2 separate regions of the Mus musculus genome follow, and region 1 is linked to region 2. The links are chromatin contacts, called in public HiChIP or PLAC-seq maps. All regions are on one chromosome and are shown on one strand. Each heading gives the region's core, a stretch centred on a gene start, on an enhancer-like site or on the middle of the called end of the contact. The rest is flanking DNA. Distances are from core to core; before and after follow the strand shown.

Evidence for each region. HiChIP or PLAC-seq counts read pairs in DNA pulled down with a chosen protein or histone mark.
Region 1: a contact with region 2 is called in an H3K4me3 HiChIP or PLAC-seq map of embryonic basal ganglia, with 4 times the contacts expected there. The contact joins the enhancer-like site here to the promoter of Anapc4 in region 2. A contact is called at or near these places in 1 of 39 promoter capture datasets (hippocampal neurons), 1 of 15 datasets of contacts at CTCF or cohesin (stem cell-derived epiblast-like cells), 1 of 484 Hi-C or Micro-C datasets (nephron progenitors), 4 of 115 datasets of contacts at active chromatin or transcription factors (cardiomyocytes, embryonic basal ganglia, embryonic stem cells and 1 more) and 1 of 9 other capture datasets (embryonic stem cells).

What each region holds. Positions count from the first base shown.
Region 1 is chr5:53,137,861-53,143,078 of GRCm38.p6, reverse strand. Sel1l3 (sel-1 suppressor of lin-12-like 3 (C. elegans)) reads left to right here. Exons shown (of 24, transcript NM_172710.3): 14 at 3,209-3,271; 15 at 5,117-5,218. Among named protein-coding and RNA genes, the nearest start is that of Sel1l3, 73 kb to the left of the region's middle. Within about 2 kb of position 3,313, at least 29 of the 459 cell types and tissues checked have an H3K27ac peak or open chromatin away from gene starts, as enhancers often do. A contact at or near this core is called in embryonic basal ganglia and hippocampal neurons, where this site is marked.
Region 2 is chr5:52,831,596-52,836,895 of GRCm38.p6, reverse strand. It overlaps Anapc4 (anaphase promoting complex subunit 4), which reads right to left and starts at 2,761. Exons shown (of 28, transcript NM_024213.2): 1 at 2,504-2,761; 2 at 1,113-1,218. The coding sequence starts at 2,632.

The sequences.
Region 1 (5,218 bases), core at 2,064-4,563, 310 kb before region 2:
CATCAAACAACCGCAAATCACCTGTGTTCCTGGCCAGGACCAGCTCCAGATCCACAGCTGTGGTCACTCACTGACAACCATGATCTTGCTACAGCTCAATCCTCTCTCTACATCCTAATTGGAGCCCGAGAGCCCATCGGTTGTTATGGTTTCCAAATTGAGGCCTAGACCTTCTCTTTCCAGGCACCAAATCAACAGAAATTATTTGAATCTTCTCCATATGCCAGCGTGTTTATCTAATACACATCCATTCTGTGCTGGCCACGTGCCAGCCTGTGTGCTTGGTGCTCAGTGGAGGGACATATGGAGGCATGAGTCACATCCCTGGCCTCAGAGGGCTCATACAGTGGAGAAGATAGGGGACAGAAATGGGGTTGAGGAGAGACACCCGCCCACCAGGGATGGGACTGGACACCATGCAAAGTCCAGAGGAGAAGTGTGAGCTGGGCACTGTTTCTGCCCACCAGGATCTGGCAGTGTAGAGTGGGACACATTCTACATGTGCGCATCTGTGACTGTGGCTCTCGTTTCCCACATTGTAAAGCTTTTTGTGTTTTCCCAGTGTCGTTGAATTGTAGCTAAGCTATCTCTGGGTAGTATGCAGGAAGCCTTTATCACCATCTCAGGGAAGAGTGTCACCTCTGGCAAGGAACTCTCTTTAAATATAGTGCACATAGAAGGGCCTCCCATGGACATGGGCATTCTGGGTGAAAAGGTGAGATGTGCCCAGCGTCCCACGTGCAAAGATGGTGCCAGAGTGAAGGTATGGCTCCAAGGTGGCCATGTGTATCTCATCTGGCATTTCCTGATGGTGAAGCCTTGACTTTGACGTGGTTTGTCCTCTGTCATTGCATTCAAAGGCTGATCAGCAAGCACACACGCTGCCAGTGTATGGCATTGGTCTCATTTAAGAACTTTCCGTACTGCTCAGATTAGCATATGGTGCAGTCTTTGGGCAAGAAGTTATGTGATTAAGATGACAAGAATGCTAAATTAGCTAGCAAGGATACTGGAAATATTTCTACCCTGGAAATGGGAATATCTGGGTTCAGGGATATGCTGCAGTTCCGTGAGCCTTTGTATAAATCAACTACCCTGGGCCTGGTTAACTCCTTCAAAACAAAGAGCTGAGAAAGATGAACCTAGGTTCCATTATTCTACTGTTTCTGATGCATGGGTCCAAAGTTATCATATTCCTGACCTAATTCTTCTGAGTGTCCTTCTGCGTTCTCCTTCCTCTTCCTCACTAATCAAAAGGCGTCATGGCATTGTCTTAGTTAAATTTCTATTGCTGTGGTGAAACACCATGACTAAAAGCAAGTTGGGGAGGGAAGGGTTTATTTGACTTACACTTCCACATTGCTAGTCATCATCAAAGGAAGTCAGGACAGGAACTCAACCAGGAAAGGAACCTGTAAGCAGGAGCTGATGCAAAAGCCATGGAGGGGTGCTGCCTACTGGCTTGCTCCTCATGACTTGCTCAGCCTGCTTTCTTATAGAACCCAGGACCACCAGCCCAGGGATGGCACTGCCCACAATGGGCTGGGCCCTTCCCTATTGATCACTAATTAAGAAAATACCCCATAGTTGGATTTTATGGAGGCATTTTCTTTTTTGTTGTTGTTTTGTTTTGTTTTGTGGGGAATGGGTCGGGACAGGGTTTCCCTGTGTAGCCCTGACTGCCCCAGAATTGGCTCTGTAGACCAGGCTGGCCTCAAACTCATAGCGATCCACCTGCCTTGACCTCCTGAGTGCTACCACCATCAGGCCATCGACATTTTCTTAGTTGAGGTTCCTTCCTCTTAGATAACTCTAGCTTGTGCCAAGTTGACATAAACTATCCAGCACAAACATACTTGTGAAAAATATTTTCATCCTACCTTTTGGTTTGGTTTTATTAAATAAGTAAGTTGGGGTCCAGTAGAAACTTGGGTAGAATTCAACCTTTGGTTTGATTTCTACTTCTATTGGAGATCCTGAAAACTATAGAGCTAAGCAAACACTGTGTCTTTCTCATACCATGCAGGAAGTTAGGGGTCATTTTAGTTTCTCAGAATAGAACCAAAATACATAGTAGAAAGTGAAGTATGGTGGTCTGAGGCTCAGTCTGCTTTCCTGGGTTCGAATCCTGCCTCCCATTCTCACATACCATACAATTCTGGGAAGTCTGAGGTGGATGGGGATGTCAGGGGCTCCCCTGTAGGTTTAGGTGTGGTGATGTGGGTGCTGGCCCATGATCACACTGTGTGTTGATCACCACCTCCAGTTGTTATAGAGCCAACCAAACAGAGCAGATGCCCAATTCATGCAAAGAAAGCCCTCCCCATGGTCACATCACGTGACCCCATTCATCTTATCTAAGCTGAGGGAGGTTGGCTGGGACATTGGGAAAGTAGAGGGGACCCGTGATTATGAATAAATCTGGAGCAACGGAGATCTTCAGACCTCAGGGACCCTTTCAGTCCCCACTCACGGATACACCATTTCCCTCACATAGTCCTCTATACGCCTGAGCTAGGTGCTTTTTGCAACAAGAACACCAAAGCCTATTTCTCTATACAGGGAACAAGTCACCTCTTCTGGAAGTCTCACATTTGCTAGAAGGAAACTTCTTAGCTTCTGCCTCTTGCCTCAGGTGCAGGCAACTGATTTCCCAGGGTCCTTCCTCTTTTTCAGTACACTCTCAAACTGAGTCAGAAGTCACTGCGCGTCATCCCTCAGGGACCTGAGCCAATGACTCTTGACTGTTTCAACACAGATAACATGTTTTATCTGGGTGTCAAATTAGATAACCCCAGAGGAAAGCACCCAGGATGACCAAATCCATCCAACCTGCCTCACAGATTCAACCCCCTCCCCAGCATGTATGAGTGACAGGGACACAGCTCTCACCACAATCAATGGAGGTGATCGATGGCTGATGAAGCGAGAAGTTGGGGCTCGTGGCTGTTCCACAAATGTGGGCGAGATGATGGTGATGATGGTGGTGGCGGTGATGATGATGATGATAACAATGGTGTCTTGAAATACTGCTGAGTCTAGAACTGATTAAGAGTATGGGGGTGGGGGGGTGTTCTGTTTTGTTTTGCCTTTTAAAGGTTCAGGGTTTATATGTAAGTATTTTCTATTGAATGCTGGAGTCTCTGTGATGCCTGTGAGGATTCGGGGTTTATTTTTCTCATAATCATTGCTGTTTATCAATGTTTAGGGTCAAGGAGTTAAAAAGAACAGACGGCTCGCCTTAGAGCTCATGAAGAAAGCTGCTTCCAAGGTAACCCGTGCATATTGTCAGGAGGAAACAGCTCCTCTCACGCCCACGCTCTCAGAAAGCCTTGCAAGCAAATGGCCAGCTTTCTTCCACAAAGCTGAGGTGGGAGAGGGGTGGGGAGGGGTCCCCCGGCGCAGCAACTAGTCATTTTTAAGTTATAACACACACATAATCTTGCCACAACGAGGACAGCACCGTTCAAAGGCTCAATGTACCTTGCCACCAATAGAATCCGGGCTGATTTTGTTTGAAGGCTAAAATTATAATCAGGAGCTGCCCTGATAACAAGCAGTGGGGCTCCTTGGAATTGAATGAGGAGAACGGCTATTGAATTAGGAAAACCAAAGCCTAATTTCCTGGAAAGTTAACCCTCTTCTGACCGGTTCCCGTTTGCTTCTTGTGCTTCGAGGGGCTGCTCTCACCAAGGTCAGAGCTCTGTGATTAGTATGCCTTTGTTACTATTTATACTTCAGTCAGCTGGTTTCAATAGAACCCTGCAGAATGGAGGCCACAATAGCACTTGAATAAGACACAAGCAGGTGCACACATGCACACACATGTGTGCAGACTTCATGTCCAAATGCATGCATGCTTGCACCTGTGTGTAGACACACAAATGAATAGATTCATAGAAGTCACTGATTCTTCACTTGTCAGGGGACTCTCTTGCTCTTCTTGGTCCCTGGCTAGTCCTTTGTTCTCAAGGCTTCTGAAACTCCATCATGCTAACTTTTCTCCCAACTTTTTTTTCCCTTGGGGAAGCTCAGAGCATCCTGCCCTTTAGACCGGAAAGTTGCAGCAGGGAGTAAGAGATTCAGAGAAGGCTTTTCTATCTAGGTACTAGCAGTGCACGTGATCCCGCTTCTTATGTGCGTACCCAAGGGGTGCACAGACATAGATACGCAGTTCAATGATGGTCACTGCATTTACTGTGTTCAGGACATCCTCAGGTGGGGTTGTGTGAGGCTTGTTGGGGCAGATGTGAAATGTGCATCTCTTAGTCCTCCGCCCTTACCCAGTGGTGAATTCCCCTTCAGCCTGCCTTATTTCAGATTACAAAGCAGATTTTTTCAGAGCCTCTGTGCCCTGGAATGCTGTGTGGCTCTCGCTCTTTCATTCAGCAAGGACTCACTAAGAGCTCGGTGTATACCAGACATGTTATGGCAAAGCAGGAGCGTCTCTCAGGATTATTCTTGTCCTGTAAGATAACCAAGCTTTCACAGTCTACCATCACATGCACTCAGTAGGAACAAGGATGCTAGAACACAGGCTGACTTAAGCAGCCCCTTCCTTAGAGCCCACATTACCAGCTCAGTTTTGAATCCATCCCTCTCTTCCCTCCCTGCTGCTCCAGCCCCTATTAGACCCCGAGTCCCATCAGAGCTGGGGATGCCAACTCATCTCGGAGCACCAAAGCTTGGTGTTTAGGGCAGAAAAATCAACAGATGGACAGGCGGGGTCACCTAGAAACCATCCCAAGCCAGCTCAGGAGTCAGACACAAACATCCTGCTGCAACCCAGTTCTCATGAATGTGAAGGGCATGCTGGATCCTGCTGGGTGCGGAGAGGCATCTGCAGGGGTATTACGTAAGAGCCCATAGGCATTGAGCGATGATTTGGGGACCAGCGTCACTGATGAGCTGGAAGGCAGAAAACCCAGCAGCAGCCGGGCAGAATCCACCTGGGAAGTCTCTTAGGCAGGCTCATGCTGTCTGGCAGCTAGCTTTCCTTAGTGCCATCTGCCCCTCGAAAAAGAGAAAGGGGAAGACTGGGGAAGAATGCTGCCACAGCAACGCCTCCAGAAGCCATAATAATAATAATAACTTTCCCTCTTTTTCTAAAATTTAGGGATTGCATCAGGCTGTCAATGGCCTGGGATGGTATTACCACAAATTCAGGAAAAATTATGCCAAAGCAGCCAAGTACTGGTTAAAGGCAGAAGAAATGGGG
Region 2 (5,300 bases), core at 1,512-4,011:
ATTAGAGAACTATGCAATCACATTACAAAAAACAAAAAAAAAAAAAGAAAAAAGAAAAAAAAATAAGAATAATAATAGAGAAACCCTCCACAAACAAAGAAACAAAAAAAAAAAAAAAAAACCCAAAGTTTTGAGGACGTTAAAATTTTGTGCTGGGCCATATTCATTGTTATACAGAGTCCCATGTGACTTATAGACCACAAGCTGGACACCCTGATAAACTTCAAGCTGCAGCCCATAGCAATTTACTATTCTAACACTAGGACTAACTGCTCCAGAAACTATCAATTTAAGAAACTAAACAAGACAGCACAGTGGTGGTGCAAGCCTTTAATCCCAGCACTTGGGAGGCAGAGGCAGGAGATTTCTGAGTTCGAGGCCATCCTGGTCTACAGAATGAGTTCCAGGACAGCCAGGACTACACAGAGAAACCCTGTCTTGAAAAACAAACAAACAAACAAACAAACTAAACAAGATACACACACACACACACACCCCCATGGAAGATGAATGATCTGAGCCACGACAGCAGGAAAAGACCTTTGGGAAATGTAGAGTCACAGTGCGCAGCCCCTCCTGAGTGGTAGCTTACATAGAGGAGATTTATGAACCTCACATTTAGTACTAACTGAATTTGGGGGAGAAAAAGACTGTGATGGCACTGAATGGACTCATGAGTGGTGAATGGTACTTGGATCAAATGATGTAGGACAAGAGAGCAGAGAGAGCCAAAGCCAATTATTCTGCAAATGTCTCAGACTTTGATCCTATCTGCCACAAAGCCAGGGCTCATTAAAGACTTATCCCTGCCAACAACAGACTTTCATGAAAAATATAAGCATTCTAATAAGAAAAAAAAGTCTCAAACTAGTACTTATAGTTCTAATATAGGGCCAGATACGGTAGGCCACACATGTCCTTAATCTCAGCACCTGGGAGGCAGAAGCAGGTGGATCTCTGGTTTACACAAAGAGTCCTAGGCCAGTCAGGGTTATACAGTAAGACCTATACAACAGAAACAAAACCATAATTCTAAAATATACCAAGAAAAAGTACTGTTTTTAGACTATCCTTTTGGAAATAAGAGATACACGTTTGTAGCATTATCATACGTTTGCCGTCTGGTCTCCAGGCCAAGCAGGTCACTTCTTTTCCTGTACTTTCATTTGGTGGGAAACTCCAAACTCGATGAAAACTTGCAAGGCGATGCAGCAAAACCTAAGATGAAAAGACATGATAGCAGAAAGCTGCAAACTCACCTGCAGAGATAAAATGAACCTAGACCCACAGAACAAAAATTTTAATTACTACTTTTGAGTATTTTTTTTTGCAATCTACAGAACAACAGTGTCCAAACGAATGTAAGACATTTTCAAAGAAATGGGTGAACTCAGAAGGCCCAACTTAGTCCTGTACTCTACATATTTTCTTTCTTTTTTTTTTTTTAAGGTACACCTACATGTATGTATTTGTACCACATTTGTGCAGTCAGTGCCCCAGGAGGCCAGAAGAGGCCATCAGTTCTCCCTGGAACTGAAGCTACCGACAGTTGTGACCATGTGGGTGCTATGAACCAAACCTAGGTCATTTATAAGAACAGCAAGTGCTCTTGATAGCTGAGCCATGTCTCCAGCCCCTTTTGTATCTTTTAAACTTACCTTTTTGAAAAGGTTAAAAAGCCTATCCAAGACAATAGACAAAAGAAGTAACACAAACAACATGAATATGTAGGTGACATAGTAAAATAACAACAATAATGACTGCACTCTTAGCCCACGCCTTAGCTATGTCACCAGCCATGGATCTTAGAGACAGAGCCGTGCCACACAACACGATAATGCAATCTGGCACACTAAGCATTTCTGGGTGCTAGGCCTTCCTTACCACCTAGTTTTACATAGGTGAGGGTGCTAAGTGGCATGGATGATGGGACCCTTTCAAGATGGCTGTCAGGTAATAGTCATCCTCCACAGAAAGATGGGTATCTAGTTGTACTTGATATCGCATGTTCACGTTCCTAATGTCAGAAATGCTAACTGACAACGTCCACACGCATTCTGTCTGCAATTCTGTGAGGCATCAGCCTTTCAACTTAAAGATCTTCTAAATAGCTAGATGTAACAAAGATGTAAAACCTCGGAACCAAGCATCCTCTGTAGCAACTGCACACACACACACACTTCCAGTTGGACTTGACAGTTCATCTTCATTCTCTACTAATCTGAAACCAACTTTGGGCGGGGTCTGATGGTGCATCCCTGGCCAAATCAATTCCTGGAGTCCTGGGTGTGCAGAACTTGGAGGGAATTTGTTCTTCTGGGCCATACAGGAAATGGAATACACATCCTGTCTGGAAGGCACAGTATTTTACACAGTCTCTTAAAGTTAACAGCCATGCTGAGATGTAGGGGCAGGAGAGATGTGCGATTCGCCACGTCTGCCAAAGGGGAAACTGAGGCTCGAGGGTCCCAGCCCAGGCGACCTCTCTCACCAGCTCACTTACCTCGCCTGTAGTGTTGGCCAAAGCAATGAGGTCTCGCTTGGGGGACCAGGCCAAGAAAATAATCTCCTGTGGCAGCTGCTTCTCTCCCACCACCCGAAAGGATGGGAAACAGGTCGGAAAGCGCAGCATGGGTGCGGCCCTGCAACGACGTGCGCGAGAAGGCCGCCGGAGCACCCGGCCACAAAGCTCTGGCACAAAGCCCTGCCAGCAGCGGTACCTGCCAGAGTCGCAGACTCGGCCTACTCCTAGCCAGCGGCCTTCCCCGCCCTCTCACTCCGCCCTCCGCGCTCGGAGAAAGCTTCCGGCGCCGACGCCGGGACGTCTTCGCGAGAGGAAGTGAGTGGCACAGCAGCCGCGCGCCGGTGGGGCGGGGAGAGCGCAGGGCGGGGCTTGATGTAGGGCGGAGCCGTGTGGGCGGGGCGAGCGAGTGCTTAGGGCAAAGTTAGCCTAGGCTACAGCGGGTGAGGGCGGGGCTAGAAGGGAGCGGAGCTAGGCCGTAGCTGGGCGTGGCTAGGGCGGAGCGAGCTCTGGTGTCTCGGAGGTCCCCTACTCTGGGCTGCCCGCTGCACAGCAAGTACCAAAGGAATCCTTAACCCTGTATACGCGGACGTGTGGGAACCCTTCCAGGCCTTTTCCGTTTGCTCAGAAATTCGCTGCTGTGTACACAATCCCTTTTGTTCTAGGTTTAGGCTCTAATCAAAACTCCGGACTCACACACTGGACCTCCTTTGGCACACAGTCGTTTTCAGCCCTGGATGCATTGTAGAATTTAAAACAACAAACCTCTCTATCAGGCAGCATTTTAGCAAATTAAAAGAGGGTTAACATTGGACGGAAATCACCATTTAAAAAGAAAACAAAACACTGAATGATTCCTATCTACAGACATATACTGTTAAAGTGCTTGCACCCTCCCTAACAGGGACAAATAGTGTGTTTTCTTTCGCCTTATTTAAATGATTTCTTGACTTGTAGCAAACTCACCACAGTTAAGAGGAAACAGGATTTATTCTGTGGCTATCTAAGCATTCAATTTTGTGAGAAAATGTGGACAGACACTGCCCAGGCAACCTCAATTGTCAATCTGTTGATCACAACTGCTCTGGGTTTTAAGTATAAAGACCACTCTGCAAGAAGGGAGAGCAAAGTAAGTCTACATTTTATCATCAGTAGTACTGTTTATCAAAACTGTTTCCCTCTGTCATGGTTTGAATATGCTTTGCCCAGGGGGTGGCACCATTTGGAGGTGTGGCCTTGTTGGAGTAGGTGTGTCACTGTGGGTGTGAGCTTTAAGACCTCATCCTAGCTGCCTTGAAGTCAGTATGCTGCTAGCAGACTTGATATGAAGTAGTAGAGCTCTCAGCTTCTCCTGCACCATGCCTGCCTGGATGCTGCCATGTTCCCACCTTGATGATGTCCGACTGAACCTCTGAACTCAGAGATCTGCATGGCTCTGCCGCCTGTAATGCTGGAATTAAAGGTGTATACCACCATGCCTGAATCTAAACTTAGCTGGATGGGATCTTACCCCCAATCCCTTAATCTTTTATTTCCTAGAACGTAAGATTCAGCTCCATTTCACTTCCTGGTGCCCCTTTAATATGTGAACCACATTTTGTATTTTTCCTTTCTAAACTTGCTATGCTTATTTAAAATGTTCTTCATGAGACTTAACCAGAGAACAAGGTCTCTGCTGGGCTTTTTTGAGACTTTGTCAATGCAATTAATATAAGTCTCTTTATCTTAGACTCAGGTAGACTCTTAAGACAAAGGCAAAAAGCAGCCACAATCTTCACCAAAACACTACAAAAACAGTTTCTGGGCCATATTGAAACTTTCCTCCACTGAACCGTCTTGAGCCAATTCTGAACAGTTCAAATCAATCTCAGCAACTAAATCTTTCATATTCTTACTAGGATAGCCCATTAAGCCCCACTTAAAGCATTCAACTGCTTTCCAAATCCAAAGTCCCCAAATCCACATTCTTCCAGACAAAAGGCCTATCACAGCAATACCCCACTTCTGGTACCAACTTCAATCTTAGTAAGAGTTTTTACTGCTGTGAACAGACACCATGACCAAGGCAACTCTTATAAGGACAACATTTAATTGGGGCTGTCTTACAGGCTCAGAATTTCAGTCCAGTCCATTATCATCAAGGTGGGGACATGGCAGCATTCAGGTAGGCATGGTGCTGGAGGAGCTGGGAGCTTTACATCTTCATCTGAAGGCTGCTGGCAGAATACTGACTTCCAGGCAGCTAGGGTGAGGTCTTAAAGCCCATACCCACAGTGACATACCTACTCCAACAAGGCCATACCTCCAAATTTCACACCCTGGGCAAAGCATATTCAAACCACGATGCCCCCACAACTTCACTTACTGTTTTTGGAAAGAAATCCAGAGACTAACTCACGTGATTCCAGTTTGAATAGTTTCTAGTAAGAGTTCTAGAGCCATAATATTTGCATTTATATGAAACAAACACTTAGTAATATGATTATTGTTACATATAAAACAAACACCACACTGCATAGTAAGTAATACATGATAATTATTAACACAACACATCTATCTACCTTTAAGGAAGTCCCAGATTTGGTAAAATATGATAACTATTGGCTTGCTCAATGTAGTTAAAAAAAAAAATCAAACCAAATGTCCAACCATAGGAACATTTTCTGAACTTTTTTTTTTTTTTTTGGATATGGCATAGTCATCCTCTTCAGGATCTTCCATCTTTATAGACATAAATTCTTGTATTTATGAAAAGATACAGAACATTAGACAGTGTGAT